Linked DNA regions of Mus musculus: region 2 is linked to region 1. A link is a contact called in public Hi-C data. All regions are on one chromosome and are shown on one strand. The core of a region is the stretch at or near the end of the contact, and the rest is flanking DNA. Distances in the headings are between cores, read along the strand shown. Region 1 has its middle 45 kb from the start of Ncr1. Region 2 overlaps Rdh13 (retinol dehydrogenase 13 (all-trans and 9-cis)).

What was found. Hi-C and Micro-C count contacts between places; a contact is called where the count stands out from the background.
Region 2: a contact with region 1 is called in a Hi-C map of bone marrow-derived macrophages, with 42 read pairs. The contact joins two enhancer-like sites. A contact is called at or near these places in 4 of 15 datasets of contacts at CTCF or cohesin (the G1E-ER4 cell line, embryonic stem cells, large pre-B cells and 1 more), 7 of 484 Hi-C or Micro-C datasets (the CH12 cell line, the G1E-ER4 cell line, LSK cells and 2 more), 3 of 115 datasets of contacts at active chromatin or transcription factors (bone marrow-derived macrophages, embryonic stem cells and large pre-B cells) and 1 of 9 other capture datasets (embryonic stem cells).

Annotation. Positions count from the first base shown.
Region 1 is chr7:4,290,756-4,295,089 of GRCm38.p6, reverse strand. No RefSeq gene overlaps it. Among named protein-coding and RNA genes, the nearest start is that of Ncr1, 45 kb to the left of the region's middle. Within about 2 kb of position 2,264, at least 8 of the 459 cell types and tissues checked have an H3K27ac peak or open chromatin away from gene starts, as enhancers often do. A contact at or near this core is called in bone marrow-derived macrophages, where this site is marked.
Region 2 is chr7:4,429,311-4,433,644 of GRCm38.p6, reverse strand. Rdh13 (retinol dehydrogenase 13 (all-trans and 9-cis)) reads left to right here. Exons shown (of 7, transcript NM_175372.4): 5 at 2,011-2,223; 6 at 3,150-3,251. Among named protein-coding and RNA genes, the nearest start is that of Rdh13, 14 kb to the left of the region's middle. Within about 2 kb of position 1,889, at least 3 of the 459 cell types and tissues checked have an H3K27ac peak or open chromatin away from gene starts, as enhancers often do. A contact at or near this core is called in bone marrow-derived macrophages, where this site is marked.

The sequences.
Region 1 (4,334 bases), core at 1,015-3,514:
GATACATCCTTATATCCTTGTACTAAGCTCAAGTCTAAGTGGATCAAGGAACTCCACATAAAACTAGAGACATTGAAACTTATAGAGGAGAAAGTGGGGGAAAACATTGAAGATATGGGCACTGGGGAAAAATTCCTGAATAGAACAGCAATGGCTTGTGCTGTAAGATCAAGAATCAACAAATGCAATGCTCATTAAATTGCAAAGCTTCTGTAAGGCAAAAGACACTGTCAATAAGACAAAAGGGCCACCAACAGATTGGGAAATGATCTTTACCAATCCTAAATCAAATAGGGGACTAATATCCAATATATGCAAAGAACTCAAGAAGCTGGACTCCAGAAAATCAAATAACCCTATTAAAAAGTGGGGCACAGAGCTAAACAAAGAATTCTCAACTGAGGAATAGCGAATGGCTGAGAAGCACCTGAAAAAATGTTCAGCATCCTTAATCATCAGGGAAATGCAAGTCAAAGCAACCCTGAGATTCCACCTCATACCAGTCAGAATGGCTAAGATCAAAAATTCAGGTGACAGCAGATGCTGGTGAGGATGTGGAGAAAGAGGAACACTCCTCCATTGTTGATGGGATTGCAAGCTTGTACAACCACTCTGGAAATCAGTCTGGCGACTAAGAAAATTGGACATAGTATTACCAGAAGATCCAGCAATATCTCTCCTGAGCATATATACCCGGAAGATGTCCCAACTGGTAATAAGGACATGTAACAACCTGAAGCTCACTGAACCAGACCTCGACTTTGTTGCCACTAAGGAGATTATCTAGGCTGGAGCCTGCCTCCCTAGATCACTCTTGTTTAGCCTCTGTCGCTGCTGCTACATGCTGGGAGTCAGCCTAGCTATTTCAGAGACTACATCTGATCCTACTCGTGGTCACCTGCAGCTGGGCTCCAAGGATGAATTGGAGGGAATGGGCTTTCCTCCTCCTTTATAAAGTGTGTCCACCATTAAAAATTTGAGCCTTGATCAGAATCCTGTCTTGGCCCATCTCTCTCTTGTCTACCTAGTTTCCCTTTCTTTCAGCTCCAGGTTGCCTCCCACGCTGGAACCCAGACATGAGAACCGCAGACCTGCCCCAACAATTTGGCGAACCAATGAGGGACCTGGGAATGGCAGAAGACACTGGAAGAAACACTGCTGGCTTGGAGGTCCATGGAAGAAGAAAAGAATTAAAGAAATTTCGTACAGGGGCGCGAAGCAACAGGGAAAAGGTTGCTAAGGGTGCAGTAAGGGCTAAGCTGGAACAGCGCTAAACCTGTGCACTGGATTCACTTAGGTTCAGCAGTGAATTATCGAGAACTAGGAACTCAACAGGCAGGCAGTCGACCACAGCTTCCAGAAGCTGCTTTTTAATTGAGAGAAATAAAAGGGTGTAAATCAATGTAACAGGCAGATGGCTGCAGTTGGAAACTGCATCAGGTGGGAGGAAAGTGGATTTTGAAATTCTCCCAGGGACAGAGAGAAAATCGGGGAATCCTCTCTTGTGTGCATGCCAGCCGGTGTCTTTGCTCTGAGTGTCTGTCTTATGTTTCCTGAAACGAATATATGCTCGTTGTGTTGGTTTGTTGTCTGTGTTTCCTCCCTTGTCTCTGAAGCATGGCGCAGTCTGAGGTTGGATTCGCCTGAGTTTGGTTTCTCTGGTGTTTATAGACGATGGGTTTTTCTGAAACGCAGGTTTGGTATTTGCAGCTGTCCCTCTGGGCTGTAAGGACTGGAGGACTGTGGTCAGCAGATGTGCTAGGAAGACTGCTGCCTACCCAGGGGATGCCCTAGGGAGTGGGGAGAGCCAGAGATGTCTGGCAGTCTCCAGAGATTGGTCAGAGGGACCAAGTTTTGTTTATGAAATGGAAGCTTACCCTTCTAATTCTTTTGCCTGCTTGTGGAGGATGAGAAAGGGTCGCATGTGTTTGGATCCGTTGGTTTCTGTTTTGTTTTTTGTGTATGTGTTTAGAGCTATGTGGAAATTTAGAGAAGTGCTAGTGTGACTGGAAAAGCCCTGCTGGGAGCTGATTGCAAATGCTGCACTTAACGGGCAGGCAGCCTTTTGCTTGTAACAGAAAGTTAGCTTAAAACTGGTAACTCAGAGTTGGAGTCATTCTAAACAAAATGTGGCAGGAGTGAACCCCGGAAAACAGGTCTTTAAAGATACTTCAAAATAGGGATAATCTTTGGGCCAGAACTCTGGCAGAGTGCTCGGATTGAGAAATGTTTGCGCTTGTGTAGACACGGAGCTCAGCTCTGAGCAGCCTCAGTGAGGTTTATGTGGCATTTCTTTTGTTTCGCAAACTGTGACTAGGGAAGTTCTGAGAACCCCCCCCCCTCCCTGCCTTCAGGAGAGAATTCTTTTTAGCTATAAGAGCACCTTTCCAGATGTTGTTCTAAATAAATTCTAAGTTTATAAAAAAGGTTAATCAGGCTGTAGAATTTATCAGGACATTGCAATTTGATCTGCCTACTTTATGTAAAGTTATTATAGATTTAAAAGTTTGTTTTTTCTTTTGCATCTGGATAAATTGTAATGGGTTTGCTTCTAGTGAGCTGTAATCAAGAAAGCTAAGAGTTTGAATCTTTCAGTGTATATTGTTTTCTAAGTGGAAAGTATTTTATTAGCTAATGCCTCTCAAGGGTGAGGCCGAGGTGGCATTCACCTCAAAGCACAGTTTCAGCATCCTATTAAGCCACTGTGGTGCTAACAAAGAATTATAAGATAAATTCATATAGTTTTGGATAACTATAACAAAAATTGTGTCTTAAGAACCTAACTAAGTGTCTGTTTCATATTCAAAACAACAATTAAATTGGTTATTACAGAATATTAATAATTGACCTATTGCATACCATCATTTTAAATAATAATAGATAAGTTAAAATTGTTTTTATGCATGCTTTTGTATCTTCTATAAGTTCTTGCATGCATGCATCCCAGTTACTGTGTTTAAAAACAACCCCTCTATGGAAAATAAGTAGATGTGAATTGGATCACGTGCTTATTCTTTTGAGCTTCCTCCTGCTTCAGCACAAATAATTAAGTTGTGTGCTGTGGATGGTGTTTTAAAATGCTGAACAATCAAACCTTAATTTGTATATTAATAGTCAATATTATATCTTAGAGCTCACAATTGCTTAAGATTGTTCATCCCTCGGATGCTATTCTCAATTTTTCAATTGCTTATGCATATACAACTCATAAGTAAAAATGCTGGATTTATATCTCAGGCAGTCTATAAGTCCTACATATAAGATGGATTGGACATATAATCTCATTCTTTATATATTCAAAACAGTTATGGTTTAAGATAATATTTTGGTATTCTTGGAAAATGTGCATCTCAAATTGTAAAAAAAAGTTTTTGCTCTTGGTGTCCTCAGATTCTATCTATTTCCACATAATGGTGTTAATTCTTGAGGACTTATGGTTAATAAATTACTGTAAATGAATGCTCTTATTTCTGAATAAATAATACACATGTGACTATTAATAACTTTTCAAGTTTTCTGGTTACAACCGCTCTTCAAGAGTAACTATTGACAGTGCAATTAGTCACAACCCATGTTACATTAGTACTGACTATAACAGTCAAGTATGAGATGTTTTGTCAACAAATTATTAATTCTCAAGGACAACGTATTGTGGAACTTTAAAACTAGCTTCTTAAAAGACAAAGAAGGGGACTCTGCAGAAAGTAGTCTGCACAGGTAAGAGTGTGCACTACAGAAGCTAACAGCTTCTGGGACAGGTGGGAACCACAGAGCTTCTGAGGCAGCACCCTTTTCGGGCTCCAGACATCCGGCCACCTTCCCAGCCAGAGGACAGGTGTCTGCCCGGCACGGGAGGACTTTGCCTCAGGATCGGTGGAAGACTTCTTGGTTCTGAGACTCCGCCGAAAGTAGTCTGCACAGGTGAGAGTGCGGACTACAGACGCTAACAGTTTCTGTGACAGGCCAAAGCAACACAGCTTCTGGGAAAGGTTCTGTTTTGGGCCTTCATCTTTGGCCAGAAGGAGGTCCAAGTGCCAGATATCTGTGCACCTTCCCTATAAGAGGAGATCTTGCCTGCAGAGACTGCTCTGATCACTGAAACTCAGAGGAGAGAGCTAGTCTCCCAGGTCTGCTGATAGAGGGTAACAGAATCACCAGAGGAACAATCTCTAAACAGAGACAACTATAACAACTAACTTCAGAGATTACCAGATGGTGAAAGGTAAATGTAAGAATCTTACTAACAGAAACCAAGACCACTCACCATCATCAGAACCCAGGACTCCCACTTCGCCCAGTCCAGGGCACACGAACACACCCAAAAAGCTAGACCC
Region 2 (4,334 bases), core at 640-3,139, 140 kb before region 1:
ACCTCTGGAAGAGCAGCTAGTGCACTTAACCTCCGAGCCAACTCTCTAGCCCAGGTCCCAGTCTCAAAGAACTAAAAAGATAAAATTAATTTAACTTTGAGAATTTCATAATACATAAAATAAAATGACTTTATCTATCCAGTATTTCTCTCTGACTCTACCCATATCTACTGCATCATGCTCTTGTCCCAATTGCATCTCATTTGAGACCTATGCTGGCCTTGAACTTGTAAAGATGACTGTAAACACCTGTGAACACTTTCTAGGTGCTGGGGTTGTATGTATATGCCATTTAGCCTGGTTTTTGTTTGTTTGTTTGTTTCTCAGAATACAGGGTCTTGGTATCACATTTTCTTTATCTGTTCATCCGTTGATGGTCATCTAGGCTGGCTCCATTTTCTGGCCATTGGACTTATTGCGGTGATAAGCACCCATGAGTAGGTGTCTCTGTGGTCCCTTGAGTTTTTGTCCAGGAGAGGTAGAGCTGGGCCATATGGTAGCCCTGTGTAGAAAAGTCTCCAAACTGACTTACATAGTGGTTTCACCAGTGTACTGTCCACAAGCAGTGAGTAAGGGCTCCTCTTTCCACACGTCCTTGCCAGCACTTGTCAGTTATTTTCTTAGTGATGGCCTGGGTTGAGATGAAATCTCAGAGTAGTTTCCCTGATAGCTAAAGAGACAGAAAACATTTTAAAATATTTGCTGGCCATTTGTATTTCTTTAGTTGAGAACTGTCTGTTCAGTTCATGAGCCTATTTATTAATTGGATGATTTTTTTCCTTAAACTTTTGAATTCTTCCCAAATCCTCATTCTTGCTGATAGAAGGCAAGAAGAAAGGAAGGAAGGCTATGAAAGGGAAGCTATCATTTCACCACCAGAAGTAGCTATGATTAAAACAAAACAAAACAAACCAAACCAACCTGGGTGTGGTGGTTTTAATGAGCATGGCCCCCATAGACTTATATGTTTGAATGCTTGGTCTCCAGTTAGTGGAACTGTTTGGGAAGGATTAAGAGGTGTGGCCTTGTTGGAGGAGATGTGTCATTGAGGTGTGTGTGTGAAAAACTTTCAGATCTTTCTTTGACACCGTGCCTGACTACCTGCCACCATGATTACCACAAAGTAACTCTCTAAAACTAGTCAAGCCCCCCATTAGATGCTTTCTCTCGTGAGTTGATTTGGTCAGGGTGTACTTTCACAGCAGCAGAACAGTCGCTAAGACACTGGGCTTGGTGTCCTGCGCCTCTCTGAGAGCTTGCTTGGCGGCTTTAGTGGAGGAGCACAGACACTCATCCACTCTTGATGGAAGGTAGAAGGGAATCTCCTTCAACCAAGTGTGCAGCTTCTGGATGTGTGTGAAACACTGGGGGAGGGTAGGGATGCCTGCCGCCCCAGATGGATCAGCTGAGATCAGATGTCAGAGCCAGCTTGCCCTCATATCCTCACTTCCTGCGAGGCCTCACGACCCGAGGTTGATCCCTGAGACCTACATGATAGAAGGCGAAAACCAACTCCTGAAGGGTGGCCTTACCTCCACATGCATGCTGTGACACGTGCTGTGACACATGTGCCCACCCCTACCCTAATAAATTACACTTGGAAAAAAAGAAAAACCAACTGAACCTAAATATAAAGATTTTTTTTCCTCCTCTGAAAACAAAACAACTCCAAACAAAACAACAAAGTGTGTGGTATCTAGAGGAAGAGGAGGATTACACTACTGCTGCGTATGAAAAAATAAAATAGTGGGGCTGGAGAGATAGCTCAGTGGTTAGGGGCACTGGCTGCTCTTGAAAAGGACTTGGGCTTGGTGTTCCTAACACTTACTTGTCATGGTCTCTTACAAACATATGTAACTCTACTTCCAGGGGATCCACTGCCCTCTTGTGGTCTCCACGGGCACTGCATGCATGTTTTGCAGGCACACATACAGACAAAAACACTCATACACATTAAGTAGAGAAAGAATAATTGCCATGAGGAAAAATATTTTCTTGTTCTTCATGTAGGGCATTTTCTATTGACAAATTTGCTGTTGGACAAGCTGAAGGCCTCGGCCCCATCACGCATCATCAATCTCTCGTCCCTGGCTCACGTTGCTGGGCACATAGACTTCGAGGACTTGAACTGGCAGATGAAAAAGTATGACACCAAGGCAGCCTACTGCCAGAGCAAGTTGGCTGTTGTCCTCTTCACCAAGGAGCTGAGCCACCGGCTGCAAGGTGTGTAGATGGTGATCTTTTCTGATCTTCTTCCTTCTTCACTGTGTCTAGGATAGTTCTATAGCCCTGAGCTGGTGATGAAGAGGCAAGTAGTAGCTTTAAACAATGTAGTCAAACGGATGGCACCTGTACCACCATGTCCCCTTCCAGTGCTAGAGACAGACATCACTAATAAATCGTGGTTCTAATGATTGCTCTTTAGTTTCAATCAGCCTGCCTTCATCAGACATGCTGATCTTGCTTTTCTTGGATAGACTTCTAAGCCTCTGGTGCTGAAAATCTGTGGTTGGGGACGGGGAGTGGTTTTGGTCCATAAGGGACATGTGTGAGTGCTTGCAGACATGTGTGTCACAACTGGGTCAGTGTGAGGTTGCTCCCAGCATTAGTGGGTTGAATTCAGGCATCCTCCTAGATGGTTCCCCCCGCCCCCCCCAATTCTTTCCAGTCTCAGGGATTAAAAAAGTTTCCCCCTGACTTCTTGCTTCTCAAGAGTTGTCTGTGACCAGCAAACAGTGCCAGGCACCCTTGGGGGATAGTCACAATTATAATATTTTAAACTCCAGTCCTCTGCTGGAGTCCAGAAATGTGGGTCTATTAGGCCTTCAGGGGAAGCCACACGACAGAGCCACCTTGTCAGGGGAAGCCACTGGAAACTGAGGTTTCAAAGCATGGAGGATAATATGGGCTCCAGCGTGGGAGGCAGCACAGGCTGGGGAAGACCCCGGGTGGAGTGGGGCCACCTAGTCTTTTTTCACTAGTCTTTGTGAGTGCCTGTTTGCAAGTGTGTGTGAGCATGTGCACATGTGTGTGGGGTGTGTGGGTGTAAGTCAGGGGACAGTGTTGGGTGTCATCCACTTGGCTTTTCATTTGAAAAACAACTGAACTATCCCCCCAGCGCTCACCACCGATGTTTCTATTTTTCTCAGGCTCTGGTGTGACGGTCAATGCACTGCACCCTGGTGTGGCCAGGACAGAGCTGGGGCGACATACGGGCATGCACAACTCTGCCTTCTCTGGCTTCATGCTTGGTGAGTCCCTTCCAGCTTGGTGTCCCTCACAGAGCCCTCTCCCTGTGCCCTCTCTCCTGGGGGATCCGAGACTTTTGCTCAGAGCCTGTCACTTTATTTTTTTTGATTATTTTTCTGACTGGGTTTCACTATATATATCTGACTGGCTTAGAACTTGTTATGTAGGTCAGGCTGGCCTTGAACTCACAGAGATCTGTTTTCCTCTGTCTCCTGAGTGTTGGGATTAAATAAATTGCCATCATGTTTGGCAGTTTTGTTTTTCTCAACATGGTCTCATCGAGACTAGACTGGTCTTGAACTTCTGATCTTCCCACCTCCTGAGTGCTAGGGTTACAGGTGTGTGCCACCACACCTGGCTGCTGGCTTTACCTCTCTCATGTCTTCCTTGGGTAGCAGATGGGTCATTGTTCTATGTGGTTCTGGCTTCAGATCAGCCAAAAAATGAGCTAGAGCCCCATTGATGAATAAGAAAACTATCTTGGAGGATATATCTTGACTCCTGGAGTCAGGCTGTGTACTGAGTAACCCTGGCTTCACTCAAAACTAAGTGACTCAGGAAAATGTACCTTCCAGTCTTTTTTTAAAAAAGATTTATTTATTTATTTATTTAATGTATATATATGAGTACACTATAGCTGTACTGATGGTTGTGAGCCATCATGTGGTTGCTGGGAATTTGAACTCAGGACCTCTGCTCGCTCCGGCCTAAAGATTTATTTATTATTATATCTAAGTACACTGTAGCTATCTTCAGACGCACTAGAAAAGGGCGTCAGATCTCATTACGGATGGTTGTGAGCCACCGTGTGGTGACTGGGATTTGAACTCAGGACCTTCGGAAGAGCATCAGTGCTCTTAACCACTGAGCCATCTCTTCAGCCCACACCTCCTAGTTTTAATAGCCTCTTACTGTATAGACCAGATTTTGATCCTCCTGCCTCTACTTCCTGAGTGCTAGGATCACGGACATGCCTCGCCATGCTTGTTGCATTGAGTATTAGTGTCAGGTCCATGATGGGTCTACCCTCACAGTCACTGGGAAAATCAGCCGAGTATGCCCATAAATTGCTCTGCACAGTGTCT